Regions from separate parts of the Sus scrofa genome. Here region 1 is linked to region 2. The links are chromatin contacts, called in public HiChIP or PLAC-seq maps. All regions are on one chromosome and are shown on one strand. The core of a region is the stretch at or near the end of the contact, and the rest is flanking DNA. Distances in the headings are between cores, read along the strand shown. Region 1 holds the start of GGTA1P (glycoprotein, alpha-galactosyltransferase 1 pseudogene). Region 2 overlaps GGTA1P (glycoprotein, alpha-galactosyltransferase 1 pseudogene).

Evidence for each region. HiChIP or PLAC-seq counts read pairs in DNA pulled down with a chosen protein or histone mark.
Region 1: an H3K27ac HiChIP or PLAC-seq map of skeletal muscle shows a contact between it and region 2. The contact joins the promoter of GGTA1P here to the enhancer-like site in region 2. A contact is called at or near these places in 1 of 5 promoter capture datasets (fetal liver), 16 of 47 Hi-C or Micro-C datasets (alveolar macrophages, blood, brain and 9 more) and 2 of 2 datasets of contacts at active chromatin or transcription factors (alveolar macrophages and skeletal muscle).

The regions. Positions count from the first base shown.
Region 1 is chr1:261,586,656-261,589,855 of Sscrofa11.1, forward strand. GGTA1P (glycoprotein, alpha-galactosyltransferase 1 pseudogene) reads right to left here and starts at 1,313. Exons shown (of 8, transcript NM_213810.3): 1 at 763-1,313.
Region 2 is chr1:261,515,899-261,519,149 of Sscrofa11.1, forward strand. GGTA1P (glycoprotein, alpha-galactosyltransferase 1 pseudogene) reads right to left here. Exons shown (of 8, transcript NM_213810.3): 7 at 3,167-3,251. Among named protein-coding and RNA genes, the nearest start is that of GGTA1P, 70 kb to the right of the region's middle. Within about 2 kb of position 1,478, at least 15 of the 83 cell types and tissues checked have an H3K27ac peak or open chromatin away from gene starts, as enhancers often do. A contact at or near this core is called in alveolar macrophages, retroperitoneal adipose tissue and skeletal muscle, where this site is marked.

The sequences.
Region 1 (3,200 bases), core at 63-2,562, 71 kb after region 2:
GAAGATAGGGGAATCTCAAGTCGCTCTGCTTTCTCTCTTCGCGCACTGACATTTTCCCCCACTTTACTGTTTCTTGGACGCCTTTCAAGAGTTTGTGCAACCAGTCTGTTTAGCTGCTTTTCTGCCATTTTCAAACGCGGGGTGGTGTCCCTTTCGAGTGGGAACGTGGTGGCTTAAAGTCTGGAAGGGACCCCTTCGCCTCCTGTCACCCCGCTGCAGCGGGCCTCTTCGCCGCCAAAGTTTCGGCGTTCCAAAGTTTCCCCCGGCCGGGTTTCGGGCTCGGTCCTCCGCTCTCTGAGCTCCCCGACTTCTCCCTCTCTGTGCGCTCAGGGGTTTCTGTGCCCCTCACTTCACTCTCAGGTTCCCTCTTGCGGAGGCATCCTCTTCCCACCTAGTCCCGGGCGAGGGAGGCCTCCGCCTCCCCTGCCCCACATTGGGAGACAGACCCCTCCCTCCTTTCGAGACTTCCCGGGCAGTCCTCCTCCTCTGCGCGCCCCGAGCCTCCCCTCTCCCGCCTCCATCCGGCGGACCCCGTGGAAGCCCGCAGCCCCTCAGGCCCGACAAGATGGGGACAGAGACGGGGTCAGAGTTGAGCACAGAGGTAACGACGAGAACAAAAGCGGGGACACGGCAGGGCAGCAACAGGGCAGGGCCGGCGCGGTGGCCTGTCCTCTCCCCGCGCTGCCTCCACGGCGCCCGCAGCCCCGGGCCGGGCGGGACTCGCGGCCTCCAGGGGCTCGGGCAGCGCCCAGCGGGACCCACCTGATCGGCAGAAGCTGGGTGCGCTCGGGGATGGCCCACACCTCGGCTCCCGGCCCCCCGGCGGCGTCCTCGGCTGAGGGAACAGTGGCGCGCGGCGTGCTCCTGAGCTCGGCAGGGCGTGCCGGGGCGGGGTGTGCCGCCTGCGCTCCGGCCCGCCGGCCGCTGTGTGCTCCTCCGGGGTGGCGGGCAGGGGCGCGAGGAAGCCGGCGGGCACTGGGCGGCGGGCGGCGAGCTCCCCGCTCCACCCGGCCCGCGGCTGTTTGTGCAGAGCGGGTCCCGCCCCAGACACGGCCGCTAGGAGGCCGAGGGCGCGAGTGCGCGAGTGCCGGTGCGCGTGTGTGTCTGGTGGCCGGGAGGCGCAGGGGGTGTTTGTTTCATTTTCACTCAGGCAGAAAAAAGCCTGAAACCAGCAAAAAAAGAAAAGAAATTCCCTGGTGAGGGTGGCTGGGCCTCTTTGCCTTCTCCGGCCTGCACGTGGTGGGGGTGGAGGGACCCGGAGGGTGGGGTGGGGTCTATCACCCAGTACTGCAGGGAGGGGCCCCGGAGCCCTGGCGCCCTGCCTAACACGGGGAGGGGTGGCGGGGCGCGAAGAGCCTGGGAGGTCCGATCCACCATTTGTTTCCTGGGGAAGGAAGAGCACAGATGCAGTAGCTACAGCCCGACGCGCTGGAGCCGCTCTCTCCCGAAACCCCCAAGTCCTGAGCTTCGGATATGAGGGGCTGGGTACTGGGCACCTGGCGCGGGCTCTGTTCTCTGCTGGAATATTAGTAGAGGGAGAGAACGTAAACGAAAATTATATTTCAGAGTTTGTGCTTTAGTTATTTTAGGAGGAACATAAACAAAAATTATATTTCAGAGTTGGTGCTTTAGTGCCCAGTGTGACAACAGTTCACTTCTGATGAGCTGGTGTAGGCACATCCGGCTGCCCTCACTCAGCCTTTACAAGACTCCTTGGGCTCCCGGACCATCTATTTTACTGCTGCAAAATTCAGAACTTGCTTTTGCCAGGATCATTCGCCACGGGACTTCAGAGACTAAGAAATTAGTTTCTTAAATATTTTAAGGCATTGGAATTGTGACATGAAAATGGCACAGAAGCTGAGTGTGATGTATAATTTTAACTGTTTCATCCTGATTGAAAAGAACAGAGATCTGATTGAATACTTGACGGTTGCAGAGAGGCTGCAGGGAGCCAGGTGACATCTTGGAGCTTGGGATAATGAACTTTCCTGATGGGTTCAGTGGACTAAAGGGTGGGAGAGTTGAATCATCAGCCCCACAGGGTAGCTCAGGAATGAGGAGCTCCATGACAATCCGAACAATGGATCCTTTGCAAAAGCGTAAACTGCGCCATTATTGTCATCGGTGAACTCACTTGCACTAGGTCTTTAATGATGCAGTAAATAAATACACAAGGAGTGATGTTATGCAAAGTATTTCCCAGTTGTCATTATTGCACTTGAGGATGCAGTGTTTAAATTGCTCAGCCCATCAAATTGGATAATAAATGTGTTTTTTGGGGTTTTTTTTTAGTGAAAATTATGACGGTAATTCTGACCATGGCTGAAGTGATAGCTCATCAGGATCAAAATCAAAAGATGATGACACAGGGAATGCAACATGTAAAAACATCACTCTGCTACCATTAGACTCAATGCAAGAGGTTTGATTTCAGCACCATGTCATCAGTTGCATTAATTTAATGTTGCTAATTTGGATTTTATTGGTTTTGTGGCTGTAATTGCACCTACTTAAAAGATTTGTTTTGGTATTATGGTTGGTGTGCAGAGCTAGGAGCATGAGGACTTCATTCTTAGTTCTAGGTTTATACCTATTTCAGTAACAATAAGATAAAAATAATTCAAATTAACACGGCGGGTCTGGAAGTTTTGTTTTCTTTTGAGAACTATGTAGCTCCCCAAATCTAACTAGCAATTCTACTGACTGGAAAACACCTTCAAGATTATATTCCTTAGCTTCAGGGTCAGGAGTTCTAGGTTTAAGGCCTTATGAGTCATTCTTCCTGAGACTCATTTGTGTCATATGCTGAGTAGAAATAAGGTGACTAGTTCATAGGAGAGGTGGAGTCAAGACGGGATTACTGCTGGGGAAAGAGTGTTGGAGCCTCCAGGAGCATCACAGAGTGCAGGACTGAAGATTCACTGAGCAGAAGGGCAGGGCAGGTAAACAAGTAGCTCTGATCCCTTGCCAGGCTTTGCTCCACTTGCCTCACGGCCTAGCTGAGCTCACTTCATCTTATACACATTCTGATCACATCCCGGTTTCTAGGAAGAAAGCCAAGGCACAGGCAAGTTAAGTACCTCTGGTCACCATCCCTCTAACTATGGCCAAGGTGCTCCAGGTCCCGAAGACCTTCCTACCTAAACTTCCTTCATTCTTTTAACAGATATTTACTGGGACCCTACTATCTGTCAGCC
Region 2 (3,251 bases), core at 228-2,727:
AATTAATTTGCCTACTAAAGGACCTGTTACTTCCAAGTTTTGGGCAATTATGAATAAAAGTGCTATAAACGGAGTTCCTTTCGTGGCTCAGTGGTCAACAAACCCACCTAGTTGCAGGTTCAATCCCTGGCCTCGCTCAGGGGGTTAAGGATCCAGTGTGGCCATGAGCTGTGGTGTAGGTCGCAGATGTGGCTCAGATCTCGGGTTACTGTGGCTGTGGCATAGGCCGGCAGCTGTAGCTCTGATTCAACCCTTAGCCTGGGAACCTCCATATGCCGCAGGTGTGGCCCAAAAAAGACAAAAAAAGAAAAAACCAAAACCCACCCCCCCCCAAAAAAAATACCTGCTATAAACATCTGTATGCAAGTTTTTGTGTAGACATAAAGTTTCAGCTTTTGAGGGTAAATACTAAGGTGTGCCATCGCTGGATTGTATGGTAAGAGTATGTTTAGTTTTGTAAGAATCTGCCAAACTGTCTTACAAATTGGTTGTATCATTTCGCATTGCCAGCAGCAGTGAATAAGCTTTCCTATCGCTCTACATTTTCATCAGCAGCTGGTATTGTCAGTGTTTGGGATTTGGGTCATTCTAATAGATGTGTAGTGGTATTTTAGCTATTTACCTATTCATTCAAAAACCATCATGTTCAGGAAGAAAAGGAAAGGGGGGAGTTCCCATTGTGGCAGTGGCACAGTGGGTTAAAGATCCAGTGTTGCTGCAGCTATGGAGAAGGTCACAGCTGTGGCTCAGAACTTCCATACGCCACAGGTGCAGCTGAAAAAGAAAAAGAGAAAAAAAAAAACCCATCACATTCCTGTCTTCTGTAAGCCAAGATACAGGCTATTCTGTGAAGCCATGGGGATGATAGAGAAGGGAAGAAGTAGTTGGCTGGCTTAACACAACCCACGTCACCACCCAGACTCATGCCCAGTGACTGTGCACTGAATTTAATTTGTTGATCACATTATCAGCCAATGATGACATTTTGTAATAATGACTGGCACTTCCTTTTGTTTTTTGGTTGCTGCTTGGATTCCCTTTGATTACTACAAACATAAACTGTGCTTTCAATGCTGGTCTCTGGAAACCCCAGGTTTATAGTATTGATTCTTTAAACGGAGAGAATATCTCAGCAATACAAGGAGGGACTTCAACATGGCTCTGGGGCTAATGGCCAGGAAATTCTTCTGCACTCTGGAACTTTAAGAAAAAATCTATTGTGCCCTGAAGCTTGGGAGGTGATCCTAGGGGCGAGGGAGGAAACCTTTGTGAGGTTTAACATTGTTTAGAGATTAAAGAGCTGCAGTTGGTGCTGTGCATTGTCATTTGAAAATAAACCAAACATCACACCTCCTAAAAGTCCAAATCCACTCTTGGGAGGATTTATTGCTGCTGAGTACAAACAGTCCTCTCTCGCCTCAGAGCAGAGTGCGCGGGTTTCACCAGGACATGCCAAGTACAGTTTAGTTCTCTAAAGCCGCAACAAGATGGCTAGAGCCAATGTGGAGCCGTTCTTTTTGGAAACACCAAGGTTAAATCAATCTGCGGTATGGCTGGCTGGTCTCCTCTTATACCAAAGGATTAGGTGAGCTGGGAATCTTTCCCAACTCCTAACAGAACATATTCTTCTAGTCGAAAGGTCAAAACTCCAGAGTCACCCTTCTCTATTAGAGATGCCACCCAGGCCCCTGGGATCAGTACATTCAGGGACATTAGGACTTGATTAGTACAGTGACAGTGATACCTTCTGGGCTCTAGGTTGGAGAAGGTCTTAGGAGGATGCTTAAATCCTCACTCAGATCAACCTTGACCTTCACTTCTCTTTGTACAGGCAACAGGTCAACTAACTTTCTTTTCTTTTCTTTTCTTTCTTTCTTTCTTTCTTTCTTTCTTTCTTTCTTTCTTTCTTTCTTTCTTTCTTTCTTTCTTTCTTTCTCTCTCTCTCTCTCTCTCCCTCTCCCTCTCTCTCTCTCTCTCTCTCTCTCTCTCTTTCCTTCCTTCCTTTTCTTTCTTCCTTCCTTCCTTCCTTTCTTGCTTTTTTAGGGCTGCACCCTCCCAGGCTAGGGGTCCAATCGGAGCTGTGATGTTGGCCTGCGTCAGAGCCACAGCAATGCGAGATTCGAAATGCATCTGTGACCTACCCCACAGCCCACGGCAACACCAGATCCTTAACCCACTGATCAAGGCCAGGGATTGAACCTGTGTCCTCATGGATGCTAGTCAGATTCATTAACCAATGAGCTATGATGGGAACTCCCTTCCTTCCTTCCTTTTTTTCTTTTTCTTTCTTTCTCTTTCTGATTTTTTTTTAAGTTTTGTTGAAGTATAGTTGTCTTACAATGTTGTGATAATTTTTTCTGTATAACAAAGTGATTCAGTTTCTTTGTGGCTTTCAGAAAAGGTACAGATGGAAAGGCCCATGGATGTGGGGGAGGGAAGGGGCACGGAGGTGAACAGGAAAATTGAACTTTTGCTTTTGTTTTGGAAAAAAGGGGGGGGGATTCTCTAAAAAAGAAAACTGGGTTATATTTTAAATGAACATTACAGCTACTACTTTTAAGTAAGAATGATTACAGTTTGGGGAGAAAAGTTCCAAACAAGGAAACGGGGGCTGAAACAGGAACCTATCCAACCTCTGGAAGAGGAAGTTCTGAGCAGCCTAATCTCCCCGGGCCAAACCCTCCAGGAGGAATAGGCAGAAGGCACAGAGGAGTGGTCAGCCATGCGGAGGTGGAAAACCACTCCACTTAGGACACTTCTGTCTTTGGTCCTTGGTCTGGGGTCTCGAGAGCATAGGAGAAACGACACACACACAGGCCATCTAACAGCTGCCATTTTTGGAATTTCCACAGAGGGCCGTGGAGGTCAGGGCGGAGGTGGCTGTGGGTGTACTGTCGACTCTGGGTGCAGTGGGTATAGCAGATCTTCTTCCCTGCAACCCAAGCCCCTCACCCTGAGGTGGGAAAGAGTTGACCCTCTGACTAGTTTTATTCTTAGCCTTTGGGGACCTCAGCAGAAGGGAGTCTAAAATGGCCCTGTGACACCATTCTCCTCTCCACTAATTCAGACATGACATGAACAGCCTCTGTAAACCCAGGGGCCCCTCACCCATCCTCTGATAGTGGAAGGGGAAAAACTCAAGGCCAGTTTTATTAGCAACACCTACCTTCCGACAGCAAAAACCGTCAAGCCCACGGTAATTTTCTGTTTGGCATAATAATTATCTAAGACGGCTCTGTTGTAAGTGCCTT